Regions from separate parts of the Triticum aestivum genome. Here region 2 is linked to region 1. The links are chromatin contacts, called in public Hi-C maps. All regions are on one chromosome and are shown on one strand. The core of a region is the stretch at or near the end of the contact, and the rest is flanking DNA. Distances in the headings are between cores, read along the strand shown. Region 1 holds the start of LOC123062393. Region 2 has its middle 46 kb from the start of LOC123062401.

Region 1 (7,609 bases), core at 2,842-5,341:
TCATATGACCAAGAAATCATTCTGAGGGGCCGTGTTCGTTCCCATAGATTTATTGGCGAAAGTTTTTTCTTGCTAGGACTTTTGGTGATTGCGTAACGTACTTAATCACCTATATCTGATTATACAAGGCCCTGGGGATGTGATGCCTTCAATGGAAAACTGTTCCAGAAATGATGAAAGGGACTTCGCATATCACGGGGGTTCCAATGTTACCGAAACATATTTTACATCGTCGAGGTACTCCTCTTCTCACCAGAATTCGATGTTGCGTCCTGTCGTCTGCATCTCCAGTGCTAGTGCCTTGTATTATCTAACTAGAAAACAAGCTACATTAGTGATAGACTGGACGTTGTATCAACCTAAAAGAGAGAGAGAGAGAAGGCGACTGCATTGCTGTCATGGCTTGTTTAAATGTCTCTGTCCATTGCGTTAATAAAGGCCGGTTGCGTTACTCATTACACCATTTATAAGTCAAATCTGGAACTATCATTGGATGCACATGCACCTAAATGTTTGATTAATGTTTACTTGTTTCTTTATGTCAATATGGCCACTTCAGGGGCACCATGATGCTCAGTCCTACACCCTCCACATGGTGTGCTCCCAGCCCCAGCAGGCAACAGGGGTCCCAAAGGTCCAACACTGTGCAAGAGCGGGCTTGTTCGGGCTACCCAAGGTCGGCATACTGGAACATGTCGTGTTTGCCAGGCAAAGGTGACCGAGGAACATGTCGTGTTTGCCAGGCAAAGGTGGCGGAGGAACATGTCGTGGTCCAAAGCTCTCATGCCGTCGGTTGACCGGAACTGGAAGCAACGATCAAAAGTTCGTAACCTTATTACTTGCCTTTGACGGCACGATTGAGCTTTTCATGTCGGCACGATTGAGCTTCTCATGTGGATGGAGACGGTCAGAGATGACAGCTTGGCGCAGCAAGAGCAGACGAGAACCGAAGCTAAGATTACTGAAATGTTGTGTATTTCATTTTACACTGGGGAAGTGGTTACATCCACAGATACATTGTTACCATGGGTTACATACATCCCTCCATGTGTTACTTCACTTCAGTCATTATCTGATCCATGAAGGAATCGGCTCTTTTTTTGCAGGGCATGAAGGAATCAGCTTAACTGATGTAATAATGCCCAAACTCAAAACAGAAAACAGAATGCACACGCATAGCATGCTTATTACAGAAATTACACACATAACATGCTTATATATTACATAAATAAATGAGCAAAACAGTTTTTATTTTAATAATAAGGAAAGACAGGTTAAAATCTCAAGGTCGTGCATACGTCAACCAAAGAATTTTCAAAACCATGTCCACTGATGTCCAAACAAAAGTTCACAGATCAAAACACCATCCAACATGAAAGCTTTGCTGATAACCAGAAGCGCGCCTGTGAATAGCGCAGGAGGCCCCCGCCATATGCTCAAGAAGCAAGTTGGTTCTGACTCAAGAAAGAAAACATCCCTTTGTACTTGGCAGCCACGAATTGGCGTGATAGCATGCTTATCGGTGGCTCCTTGCAGCAGCTGGAGCTACGCTTGATCTGTTCCATGGCCTTCATGCTTATCGGCGGCTCCTTGCAGCAGCTGGAGCTACGCTTGATCTGTTCCATGGCCTTCAGAACAGGTACAGGGGGCATGGCTTCTTCCACTGCGGCACTAGCCGGTGGCTGCCACGGCGATAACTTATGATATTCAGGAACACTAGTATCAGTTCTGCTGGTAATGCTGCTGCCATATGCCTTCCGATGGTGAGGATCACTAGTGTCAGTTCTGCTGCTGCCACCATTGCTACTGCGGTGGGAAGGTTTCTTATCTCTTTTACTGCTGCTGCTGCTGCTGTGGTGAGAATGCTTCTTGTCCTTTTTGCTGCCACTGCTAGTGCGGCTGCTGCTGCTGCTGCCCTTTGGGGGCTTGTATTTGTAGTGGCTCTTCCTTGAACTTCTCTGGTGCGGCTTCACTGTGTGTGAGTCAGAAGTAACAGGAGGATCATATACGTCAGGGGCCCATGAAACACTCAACTTTGTCACAATTCCCCGCTTTGCACGGCTTCCTTTCATTGCAGAAACCAACAGTTCAGTCCCCTGCATATACAGTATGTTACAAATCACCATCCAAGTAGAGGACAGAACATTTAACACAAGCAATAACACTATGTGGTCATACTCATTTTCAGAATTCAGAGCAACAGTCGGACAATAATGAATGAAAAATATATTAAGAAATAAGAGTAGAAAAAAATAACAACATCATTCTTGGGTCAATTCAAACAAATATCGAAGATGACAAGATCGTATCAACACAATCAATTTACCCATACAATGACAAGCTATGATACCTCGTAACAGGTAGAAAAAGGAGCAGCCAATCATAAGAGCAGAATTACATTTAGCTACCCGAAATTCTAAACAGGTAATAATATGTTCTAAGAAGCAAGAGTCAATATGTTAAAAACTAAGCGTCCAACACTTAAAGCACATTTTTATATGAGGAGCCGCATAGCTATTGGCCTATTGCCAATCTTTTTGGCAAAAAGATGACAAGAAGAAACGCTTTGGCTAGCAAGATAAGACAGATTAGGAAGAGTCCATGCGTGTACTGCAATCAAATACTTACATTGGTTGAGGAATTTCCAATCTCTGAATTTCCAGTTGATGATTTAGACGCATTCCCGGCAGTTAAGGCTGACGATGTGACCACCTCAGTGTCAATATCAACCAAATCATCAGCCGAATCTGATTCTACAGAAAGTGAATCCCCATTTTCGTCAGAGTCTTCACTCAGATCTGTCTCTTCATCATCATTGTCATTATAGACACGCATCACCTCAGCAAGAGCCAAACTGATTTCCTTGACAACCAAATCATCTTTCACAGATGCTATTCCAGCTTCAGACTTTTCATCTTCAGGTAGAGCACAAGAGCTGTGCTCAAAACCTGCTTTTTCGCAGGTGCTGCGGCTGAGACATGAGCTGCTGCTCACACCTTCGGCACTGCAGTCTACCAAAGGTCCGCCCATCCACAAGCTAAATCCGAAGTTCAGAAGACAACTTCCTGCTTAGCAGGGAAAAACAAAAATTAGAATAGAACAAGTAAAGGACTTCTTAAGGACCACACCCTAGATTACTAGATGAAGTTAAGAAGCCCATACGATAGAAATAGGTGCACATATATTGCTCATATTTAAGTTCATTCGATCTAAGTCAACATTTCTGGCAAAGTAGGTAAACCAAATATTAATTGTTGTACTAAAGCAGCGAAAATTAATATGGATCAAGCGAGTAGTATTTTATTAAGCAACTAAAGCATTCACTCCATGATATAATTAACGAGTATAACTGCATAAGACAATAAATATTCGAAAGAATCGTAATTCCATCATTGATATGGACACAATTTCATTGCATTTGCAATTCCACCAGAAGAGTAAACTGGCATATTTTCACATATACTAGAAAAAATGACCAGGCAAATTTCCCATACCTCTTTCCTTGGAGAGACAGCAATCACCACCTCCAACAGACCAAATCTCTTTCGATCGGACCTGCTGATCGAAATCGAACACAGACACCAAACCCGCGCAAACGCAGAAGGCAGAGATGTAGCACCTAGCCCTCACAACCGGACAATCCTCAGGACGAGCACAAGGAGCGGATCGAACCGAAGGTCGTGGGCGACGAGGGGGAGGCAAACGTCAGAGGCAATTACTACGATTGCCAATACTACTACTACTAAAACGATGCGAGGAGGAAAGCTTGAGGCGGTGCGAGCAGGGGAAGAAGGAGTTCCCGGACGCGACGGCGCGGAGGCTGGTGGTGGGGTACGCGGCTGGCGCCGCAGACATGGTGTCCGCGCGGTGGGCGCCGCAACGCTGCGGTGCCTCCTAGATATCCAACTTGTCGGGTTCCGGCGACCGGGACGACGGCGGGCGGAGAGGAGGGAGCGGCGGGCGGGAGGGAGGGCGGGCGCGCCGAGGTCACGCCCTGCTAATGGGTCGGCCTCACCGGAGCTGAGATTCGGGGCGTCGACGGCGAAGAGGGATTTGGGGATCGGATCAGGGCGAGCGAGGCTTGCGGGACGGGAGCGGGTGTGCGTGGAGGCCGGAGCGGGTCGGGTCCCGGGATTATATACCGTGCCGCCTGACGGGTGGGGCCAGGGTACGGGCGAAGGGAAGTGGATGACAGGCTGGGCGCCAGCGCGTGGGGCCCGGGTGCAGCGGGGGGCGGCCGGGTCAACAGGTACAGCGCGGCGGGAAGAAGGTGCGGCACGGAAGGCGCGCCACGTCGGCCGGACGCCCGGGGAAAATTCAGACGGGGGTGGCGGGAGGGGGGGAGGCGGTTGTCGTACTCCGACTCGTCCTGTTTTGGACCGGGGAGGGGAGTGATCAAGCCGGCGGGTACGATCGGCACGGCTATTTTGCGATCGGGATCTTTTCCTGCCCTCTTTTGGGGTCACCGCTCAAATCTGTCTCCTACATTCGGACGGGTCGTCCAGTCACGTTTTTTCAATCTCAAACGGACGTCTTAAACAAGTCTCAAATGTTCGATCTGACCGGCATTTTTTATATTCAACCTAAATATGAGGCGGATATAGGTGGCCCGGGCATGTCCGGTCGCGTCCGTCTGACAAGCCCGGCCCACCACCGACCCATGGATGTCCCACAAGAAACCCCATAGGCCTCGTTGATTCAAAACCATATCTCACCCATTCTCCTCTCGCGCTCCGTCCTCTCCTCTCCCCTCACCGATTCCGATCGAATCTGGCCAATGTCGAGCTCCGGCAGCCGCTCCGACAACGAGGTGGATCCGGAGTACGAGCTTGCCCTCCGCATCGCCTTGGAGCGGTCCAAGGTGGACACCGGGGGCAACTCTAGATCTGCAGCCTCGCCGCAGCCGCCGCTTCCCCGTTGGCGCATCTCGGACACCGGCGCTGGCCCCTCCTGGCCCATGGGCAGCTCCGACAGGCGGCCGGCGCTATCCACGCCTCCCCTACGCCGTCCTCTCGCCCCGCCGTCTGCCCCCTTCGTGGGCAGCTGTGGGTGCTTGTGCATGCCCCGCCGACTCGCACGCGCACGCCGGAGTTGGAGGCGCCCGCCACCTTGCGCGAGAGGCAGCGGGCAAGGGAGAGGGATGCTGTGGAGAGCTCTGTCCGTCGCCGGCGTGGGCCGGCGGAGCCCGACGAGGACGAGCGGCTCCTCCAGTGGGTCTACCGCCGATCGCTTACGGCGGCGGAGAAGGACGCTCGGCGGCTCCGCCGGAAGAATGCGAAGGCTCTCCGGCTTGCCATCGAGCAGTCCGAGCAGGAGGCGACAGAGAAGGCAGCGGAGGCGGCTCGGTTGGCCAAGCTCAGACGCCAGCAGGACCGAGTCATCCAGCGCCTCAAGGGCCTCGTCATCGTCAACTCCTCCTCCTCCTCCTCCGACGACCACGTCTCCTCATCCGACGAATCGAACGATCCTCCATCAGCCGTGGACTCCTACAACAGCGCCAGAGATCGGAAGGGCAAAGAGCCGGCGGCAAGGAAGTGGTGAAGAAGGTCTCTATTTATGTTTGATTATCATTTTTACTGTTTGAACTTGTCCGACGATGAACTGTGCCGATCTTTTGGATGATGTAAAGTGAGTTTATGTGCATTTCATTCTCCGTTTCATGCCGATTTCTTTGTACATTGTTTGATCACGTAGAGTAGTTCATCACGTGCATGCGTAGTATGGATATAGGATATTGGATATGAGATACATGGATGTAAAGAGGCAAATTTAAGATGTGCTAGGTGTCTGCGGGCGTTTGAGGGGTCAGGGCGCTGTAGATGCTCTCACGTCCGACGCGTGACGAGTGATTATTTCGGCTTTGCTGTGCCTGACAGCAACCTGCTTCGTGGCCTTCGGCATCGCTACCGGGTGCGTGCTATGCCGGCCTTGCCGCCTCACGACCGGCGACCCTTCTCCGCCGCCGCCTCGCACGACATGTGTGGAACGTTGTACGTGCACCGTCTATTGTTTTTCTAGTTAATTGAGGCTCTTTGGTCAACTGGCTGACATATTCTAATAACTTCTCAGATGGTATCGAGGCCGAGTGAATGATGAATCTTAAGTCAAAAATCCAAATTAAGAGTCACAAAAGGTTTACAGAGGCTGCTCATCACTCGTCATGGACGAGGATCCTTTTAAGAGTAGCTGACCGCTTAGTACTAGGATACAAATGAATGAGTTATACCACCTCCATTCCTAAATATAAGTCTTTATAGGATTTCAATACAAACTATATACAAATGTATATAGACATGTTTTAAGTGTAGATTCACCCATTTTGCTTCGTATGTAGTCCTTAGTAAAATCTCTAAAAAGACTTATATTTAGAAACAGAGGGAGTACTTAACACACATCTCCAAACCCGAAACGCAAGGCAACATGAAGAGCACCGAGCCAACAGTTTCATACAGTACGCTCTCTAGAAACCAACGGTCAGCTGAAGAAATCCAATCGGACCAGTCGTCCTTCTTCTGTAGATAGAATAGTCGACCGCCCACAATTTCGTGACGGGCAAGCACCAGGGCCGGACTATTCTGCTCTGAAAATAGCTGGCGTCCACACGGAGTAGCTGGCGGCTGCACGGTACACATTCGATGGGAATAACATTCTCTCGGCAGCAATTGGTGGGGAAATAGCCTTTTTGCCGCCAAAAGAAAAGGATAAGATTCTTTCGGCAATTGGAAGGGATCAGTCGAGCTTCATTCGTTCATTCTGCCTGGAAAGGAACAATGCCACGTACTACATCATGTGCGCACACATGCCCAAACAAATGAACCGACGAAGAATCCACAGTGCATTTGGACTCTTTTCCCCGAAACGAATATCTTGACACTTGCTGCACTGCGGATGCCTTTATCTGCACAAAAAGTTGGGAAAAAAACTGATACTGTGAACAGTTCCGAAAGGCCACATATCTTCCTCGTTGCCGGTTATCCATTCGAACTATGCTAATAATGAACTATGTACGTGCAAGTGAGACACGATGCTCTTCTATCTTGAAAGCAAAATGTGCCGAGGGTGAACGCGAATGCAAATTCTAATAAGAAATGGCATAAAAGGAAACATAATATGGCCGAGGCTATCAAGAGCTACGGACAGCTACTTAGCCGTACCTTGAGGCAAATGAAGATCCGATGGTGAACAATGGGTCTTACTTCAGTCTCTTCCGCTTTGCTTGTGGCTCATTACCAGATGCGCTTGTATCACTACTATTCTGCATAGGATGATATTTAACTCGTCTCAATGCTTCCTCATACTCATTCAACTTGAGCTTCTCCTTGTTCTAGCAAAGAACCAAAAGCACAACTATGGTGAGGGCTAGCCTTGTCAACCATTTGCAATTTTACCAAAATCGAAGATGACATACGTAAGCATTCTTGTAAGTTGCTATTTGTTGCTTACAAACTTTCAGCTCCATGTGTAGAGCACTAAGACGAGAATCAACAGGAACAGTGCATTGCTGAACCAACTGTTTCTGACGCCCATGAACAACTTGTGGTTGCCACACGTTTAATGCCACCGAAGCTCTTCTGTCAACATCTCACGACAACAATAAATTGGAATATCA
Region 2 (7,609 bases), core at 4,679-7,178, 530 kb after region 1:
GCGCACAGATGGCCTTTTCCCGTGTTAAGGCATACTGGGCGGAGATGGATGCTACCAATGTTGCAGCGCGGGATTCAGCTATAGGTCGAAAGGCTGCTGAGCACTACTTTGAAGAAGTTCTTGAGGGTGCCCATTTGATAGAGACCCAGTGCTCAAAAAATATTATGTTTGAGTGATATGTAATCTCATTGTAAGCGAAATGCTTTTATAAATTTTTATAAGGCTATTTTTATACTTTTGCCTGAAAGTCATATGATGCCTCCTGGGCGGCCGTTTATGTATACATGTGTATAACCTGAAAGATTGCAGTCGTCGGCTTCAACCTCCACGCATATAATGCGGAGGTGCTCGCAAAAACACGCGTTCACACTTAACCCAACGTCTTGGTCCTATTAAGGAGGTGATAGCGGAGCAAGCGAGGCAACCGAACTATAATGCTTTAGCACTTTCACTTAGCCATAGGAGTTTGACAGTGGGGCTACTAGATAGCCCCTGGTGGCTCCGCACTCTCCTGATTCCGGGGTGCGTACATGCCTGGCCGGAAAACAGCCCTTCGCTAAGGCGGAGGAATTCTAACATTCGCACAGGTCATCGAGTGGTTGACCAGTCTCACGCTATATCATGACAGTCAGTTTTCGGCTTTCTCTACTGAGGTGCTCGTCCGGATGAACCAGGGCACAATCGCAGTAGTTCTCCTGGTGCTACCTTAGCCGGTAAAGCGGAACGTAAGGCACCAAAATACAAGAGCCGGGCAAACCCAACATTTGACCAAAAACAATGATTCGAAGCTGATGCATATAGGGCCAAACTCGCGAAGCCGAACACTCCCTAAGGTATTCGGTCTTTGTGGTATAAACCGGGCCTAAATAATGGCCTTTGTAAGAAGCCCCTTGTGTCCAAGTACGTTCATTGTTCTGGCATGGCCACATGCCAAGACGTCAACATCCTTCTCAACGATGGATATATATCAACAAGAGACAGTAAAAAAGGTTTACGCAGGGTCTTAATCTAAAAAGAATCCTTGGAGCGGGTCCCTGCTGCACGTCTGCGCCTGTGTCTCCGTTGTGCCGTATCCTAGACGGGTGTAGCACGATGATCGTCTGTAAAAGAGAGGAAGTTAAGTGAAAAAGTTGTCGTACAAAAAGATAGTTTGTTAAAGAAACCATGTATAATTCAAGATGAGAAGAAATTGCCACTCGTCTGCGCGTGTTGAGCCCCTTGTATTGACGAATAGGGGTGTGACCATTTATTTGGTATAAGTAGCGCCGCCGGACTCGATTAGTTGTATCTGAGATCTTGACGACCTATTGGATGCTTTCGCTTGTCCGGGCGCCTTTAGTGTGCGGCTGCCAAGGCAGCCTCACTCTCTTCGGCGCGCAGAGATCGCTTGATATTTCTGTGCACTGTAATGATGCCACGTGGACCGGGCATCTTGAGTGTGAGGGAAGCGTAGTGTGGTATTGCATTAAAGCAAGCGAAAGCTTCACGTCCGAGCAGTGCTTGATAGCCACTTTGAAACGGAGCAATGTGGAAAGTTAAATGCTCGCGACGGAAGTTATCGGGGGAGCCGAATATAACTTGTAGTAGGAGGGAGCCCGTACAACGAGCCCCTGGGCCTGACATTACTCCTTTAAAGGTAGTATTGCTATGGCGAATTCGTGTTGGGTCTAACCCCATCCCGCAGATTGTATCCTGATATATTAGGTTTAGGCTACTGCCGCCATCCATCAAGACTCTTGTGAAGTGATATCCGCCAATTATTGGGTCTAATACCAGGGCAGCCCATCCTGCGTGTCGGATACTTGCTGAGTAATCGCGATGGTCGAAAGTGATCGGTTGAGATGACCAGTGGCAGGACTTCGTGGTGACAGGCACTTGGGTATATTTTCCTGAGAGTGCCGTGTTGTTTTTTCCCTTGATTACGTGTAACACGTTTACTATTTTGACTTTTGGTGGAAATTTCTTCTGTTCCCCCGTGTCTTGCTTGGGGGGCTCGTCCTCGTCTTCACTTGGTGTATCCTCCCTCTTGTGTACGGCGTTGAGCTTGCCGGACTGCTTGAAGACCCAACATTCTCTATGGGTATGATTAGCAGGTTTACCAGGGGTACTATGAATCTGACATACTTGGTCCAGAATTTTGTTGAGGCTGGACAATTCATCACTGGTGCCTTTAGGGGGCGGCTTTTGACCTGGCCGAGAGCTTTTGAATCCGGCATTTACTGTCGTGCCCATCGTTCTGTCTTCTTTATTTCGGCGTTTGTTATTGATGTTGCGCCGTGATTTCCCGTTTCCATCTCTAACTTCAGATGTACTGGGGTCGCTGGTGCTGCATCTGGCTAGCCAGCTGTCCTCACCCGCGCAAAAGCGAGTCATGAGGTTTGTTAATGCGGCCATCGTTCTCGGCTTATTTTGGCCGAGATGTCTGGCGAGCCATTTGTCACGGACGCTATGCTTGAAAGCTGCCAAGCCTTCGGCATCCGGACAGTCGACAATCTGGTTCTTTTTAGTAAGAAACCTGTTCCAAAGCTTTTGGGCTGACTCTCCGGGCTGTTGAGTTATATGACTCAAATCGTCCGCATCCGGAGGTCGGACATAAGTCCCTTGAAAATTTGCCCGAAAGGCGTCTTCGAGCTCTTCCCAACTTCCAATGGAGCTTTCGGGGAGGCGTATGGATATCATCTCCTCGAGCCATATGGATATGAAGGATGTAGTCCTCAATCCAGACCCCAGGGTCTGTTGTTCCGTCGTATGCCTCTATGTTTACGGGCTTGAATCCCTCTGGAAATTTGTGGTCCAGCACCTCATTGGTGAAACATAGGGGGTGTGCGGCACCCCTGTAGCTGGGTGTACCGTGTTGTTCGGATGTTTGTTGTGTTGCATTGTATGCTGGGGCGCGCTTGTGTGGTCCATAGATGGATCTTGTTGCGCCGTCCTTTGGGTGCGAGCCCTCGCATGGGTCGCGTATTGTATCATGAGCGGCGTTTTATGTCGCTCTGTGTTGGTAGAGGGGTCGTCTATCCGACCAGGTGACTGCTTTGATATTTGGTTGTGGGGGTTCTGAGGCCTCCTCATCGAATTCGGGTAGCAGCTTCCGCTTTGGGTAGCCCTTGGAGGGGCGATTGTCGCTGTACCTTGCTGCAGTGTTGAGTATTTTACTCCATCTGATTTGGAGTGTGTCTTGCGCGGCCTTGAGCCTTTGCTTCTGCTTTTTCAGACTCCTCGCGGTGGCAACAAGCCTTTTACGGGCCGTCTGCTGCTCCGGGTGTCTGTCCGGTGTTATGTCGTCCGGACCATTATCCTTGATAGGATTTGTTTGTTCGGTTTGATTATCCGGATTGCCGTTGTCCGGCAGCGGTTCGCCCTGTTCCAACGCTGGGTCTGTGTGATCGCTATTTCTGTCGAGGCGGGATTTGGGGCGGCGCTTGCGTCGCCGCTTTGACTGCTTTTCGAGGGAACAAGCCTTCGGTGCGTCCTTCCGCTCCTCGTCGTCATCTTTTGGTGCGTCCACCATGTATATGTCATATGACGAGGTGGCGTTCCAGGGCTCAATAGGCGCTGGTTCTTCATCGTCTCCTTCATCGGCGTCCATACCGTCGATGTCTTCAGAGTCGAAGTCGAGCGTGTCGGTTAAATCGTCGACAGTGGCTACAAAGTGGGTGGTGGGTGGGCTTTGAATTTCTTCATCGTCCACATCCCAATCTCGCTGACCGTAGTCCGGCCAGGGCTCTCGTGACAAAGAGAGAGACTTTAGTGATTTTATAATATCGCCAAAGGGCGAGTGCTGAAAGATGTCCGCGGCAGTAAACTCCATGATCGGCGCCCAATCGGATTCGATCGGCAGAGGCGCAAATGATTCGGAGTCCGGAGAGGAGTCCGGCTCCTTGGAATCATGAGTCTCGTGGAGTGCGGGGCTGGTGTTCCGCTCGATCGCCGTTAGGATCGCAGCCCCCGAGGCGGCGTCCAACCACCCATCCTCGGTCGGCGCGGTTGGCTCCGAATTAAGGGTCGAAGCCGATGCGGGTGCGGCCTTCAGGGCACTGTTAGGCGACAGAGCTAGATCATGCTCGTCGTGGCAGTGCGGCGCGCTCGACAGTGGCTCGAATCCGTCGAAGATCAAGTCCCCGCGGATGTCAGCCGTATAGTTTAAACTTCCAAATCTGACCTGACGGCCAGGGGCATAGCTTTCGATCTGCTCCAGATGGCCAAGTGAATTGGCCCGCAGTGCAAAGCCGCCGAAGACAGAGATCTGTCCGGGGAGACAAGTTTCACCCTGGACCGCAACACTATCGATGATCGTAGGAGCCATCAAGCCTGACGGCGACGACATAGAGTAACTCTCAATGAAAGCACCAATGTCGGTGTCAAAACCGGCGGATCTCGGGTAGGGGGTCCCGAACTATGCGTCTAGGCCGGATGGTAACAGGAGGCAAGGGACACGAAGCTTTACCCAGGTTCGGGCCCTCTCGATGGAGGTAAAACCCTACGTCCTGCTTGATTAATATTGATGATATGGGTAATACAAGAGTAGATCTACCACGAGATCGGAGAGGCTAAACCCTAAAAGCTAGCCTATGGTATGATTGTTGTTCTGTATCTTGTCCTACGGACTAAAACCCTCCGGTTTATATAGACACCGGAGAGGGTTAGGGTTACACAAAGTCGGTTACAATGGTTAGAGATCTGCATATCTGTATCGCCAAGCTTGCCTTCCACGCCAAGGAAAGTCCCTTTCGGACACGGGACGAAGTCTTCAATCTTGTATCTTCATAGTCCAGGAGTCCGGCTGAAGGTATAGTCCGGCCATCCGGACACCCCCTAATCTAGGACTCCCTCAGTTCTCGTATCTAAATAATTTTTCATGTAATTTTAAGTCACGTTTTTAATTAAATATTGATGTGTCCATACAAAAGTTTTCATGCTATAAGATTTTTTATGTTATTTTAAAAAGTTTATATAGTATATAAAAGTTTGTGTGCTTTCTAAAAAAAGAGCCTAGTACGCCCTCAGATGGAAAATCCTCACATGAATATTTGAATCATATAAACATTTTTTTATAATTCACTAATATTTTAAATTGTGTGAATATTTTTTTAAAATAATACGTGAATTCTTTTTGAAATTACATGACCATTTTTAGATTATGTTTCGCTATACAGTCATACATAGTAATTATACTTTAGATACATGAGACCTTGTTGGCTGGTGTGGTATCCGTTGCCGCTCTATTACCTTTTGTCATAGGTTCGAATTCACTTGTTTTAATTTTTATTCTGCATTTTGTGATGTTTCCCTCCGAGGGCCTTTGCAAGAAAAATAGTAAAATTTACGGGTTACCAATGGAGGTGCCCTAAAGTGACTTTTCTTTTCAAGTTTGAACACCAATGGTGTAATTGACTATAATTTATAATTTGCTAACTAAATACATGGTCAAAAATTAACATAAAAATACAAGGGGGGCTTATAAAACCAGACATGGGAAGTAATTGCCTTGAATCTTCACTGATCACACGATGTGAGACCGTGCAAAATACAACTTTGGACTTGCATTCTTCGCAAAAAAAAAAACTTTGGACTTGCATGTGGTGTCAGGTGTGTGTTTGGTCTGTTTGTATCATATACGTATGGTCGGCACACATGCATGTGCAGTTCCAAATGGAAGAGCCGAAAAGTTGGACACGGCCAAACTAATCGTTTCCCTGGCTATATATTCTGCTTCGGATTTCGTAGGGAAACCGACTCCCCTACGGAATGAGTCTGAAAGCGGTAAACTTGACCAGAACCTGCCATCAAGATTGACAGTGAAGTTCCCGCCAAAAAAGAAAAAGATTGATAGTGAAGTTGACGAATGTTACACGGCTATAGCCCATAGCTGTTGACCGATCGTCCGCGTGGTTAGAAACGGAAGATTCTCTTTCACAACAGTAAGCCACAGTTGACACGCTATGCTGACGCGTTTGCCACGTTCACAAGGGACTTCATTACAGCATGCACGTCGCTATTAAATATACATTTTTCTTTGGCTCGCAAATTATTTTTGACTGATGAAGAGATGGTTGTCGAGGTAGGAATTGAAGCGACGACTGAACTGAAGTTCAGTCCTATCAACCTGGCACAGCATCCTCCGCTTTTGTATCTCTGTAGCTAGCTGCACAGTGAAAGAAAAGAAGAGACTACTAACCACTTCATTACGGATCGCTCTCTAGCTTGTGTAGCCATCGACGAGGCCAGGTCGCAACTGCTCCGGCCCGGCCCGGCCCGATCGATCCCTTCGCTGCCAACGGACAAAAGAGTTCCATCCAAGACAAAAGCATGCTTAGCATAAGCAACAAACGGAAGCGGTGCAACTCGGCCATCATGAGAGTCCTTGCACACCGCCTTGATGGCCAGCCGCACCTTGATTTGCATTGCAAGGTGGCGAAATTAGGCCCGGAAAGCCGTCCTGACCCGTCCCCGCCAACCCATGTGGTTAGCCAAATCCATGGCCGTTTGGGCATGCTGGAGCACACAGTACGCCGTGACCTCGGTTGGTTCGGCGGTACTGCTCATGGGCATGTGAGGGCAGGTGCGTGGGCGTGGACGAATGGAGCGCTAATCAAAGGCTGTGGCTTGTGTGATCTCATGGTAGTACTCCAACAGGTCCAAGCGATTAGGATTGCAGGTTTGACCATTGGCGTTGGACGGCGGCGTGCGTGTGGTTCGGGGCCCGACTGCTGCGGATTTCTGTGGTAACGCGCGGGGAGATTTGGTCAGGGGTTAGTGGTGCCCGAGAAGTTGACGGGCGTGTGCGGGCGGAATGGAGCGGTTGGGCACGGCCGCACTGAGCGGCTTCAGTGCTTCGCCATGGATGGACTGGTCGAGCTCGACCGCTGGCGCTGGGGCTAGAGTCTGACGGAGTCTGGACTCTGGATGAAGCAGCGAGCACGGCAAGTTGCGATGTTCGCCTTGATGATGATTGCGAGCGCACCATCGGGTAGTAGGGGAAATACGTGTGTTCCTCTGAGTGCGCACCCTAGCATACTTCTTGAGTTGTGTGGCGTCCATATGATTCCTGAGTTGGACCAAGTGCGGCCGCCATACTCAACCCAGATGTGTGTTTAGATTGCCACCTTAAATAAACCATTAATTAACAAAGCTCACATCTGTCATGAATACACTCACCCAATCCACGTCTACTAGCATAGCATAGAAATAATAAGCAAACGTAGAAGTAACTTTCAAAGGTTTGATAATTAGACAGGTAATAGGTACTACCTCAACTACTTTCCAAACCCACAATTTAATTAGATCCTAATCATGCAATGTGTAAGGATTGATCTAATGCAATAAAACTGGGTAGTAGGAGGTATGATCAAAGTGTTATTTGCCTTGCCGATAATCCGGAAAACCTAGCGATTCGAAGTAACAAGCGGCGCACTCCGGGTACTCTATCGCAAACAAACAAGCACACAATAAGTACTCAACTAATGCACATGTAAAACTCAAATAAGAGATTTAATCAGAAATTTAACTTAAAAACTCCGGTTGGCAAAAAAAATCGAATCGAACGAAGCAACAAAAAACAAACGGCAAAAGAAACAGGCTTCGTTTACTATTCTGGATCTAAGGCAAT

What was found. Hi-C and Micro-C count contacts between places; a contact is called where the count stands out from the background.
Region 2: a Hi-C map of leaf shows a contact between it and region 1, with 9 times the contacts expected there. The contact joins the enhancer-like site here to the promoter of LOC123062393 in region 1. A contact is called at or near these places in 2 of 5 Hi-C or Micro-C datasets (both in leaf).

The regions. Positions count from the first base shown.
Region 1 is chr3A:585,404,990-585,412,598 of IWGSC CS RefSeq v2.1, forward strand. It overlaps LOC123062393, which reads right to left and starts at 4,092. Exons shown (of 3, transcript XM_044485885.1): 1 at 3,495-4,092; 2 at 2,629-3,065; 3 at 959-2,096. The coding sequence starts at 3,030. The coding sequence ends at 1,437. It overlaps LOC123062397 (F-box protein SKIP24), which reads right to left. Exons shown (of 5, transcript XR_006429651.1): 3 at 7,444-7,571; 4 at 7,155-7,324; 5 at 6,087-6,898.
Region 2 is chr3A:585,936,358-585,943,966 of IWGSC CS RefSeq v2.1, forward strand. No RefSeq gene overlaps it. Among protein-coding and RNA genes, the nearest start is that of LOC123062401, 46 kb to the right of the region's middle. Within about 2 kb of position 5,929, at least 1 of the 8 cell types and tissues checked has an H3K27ac peak or open chromatin away from gene starts, as enhancers often do. A contact at or near this core is called in leaf, where this site is marked.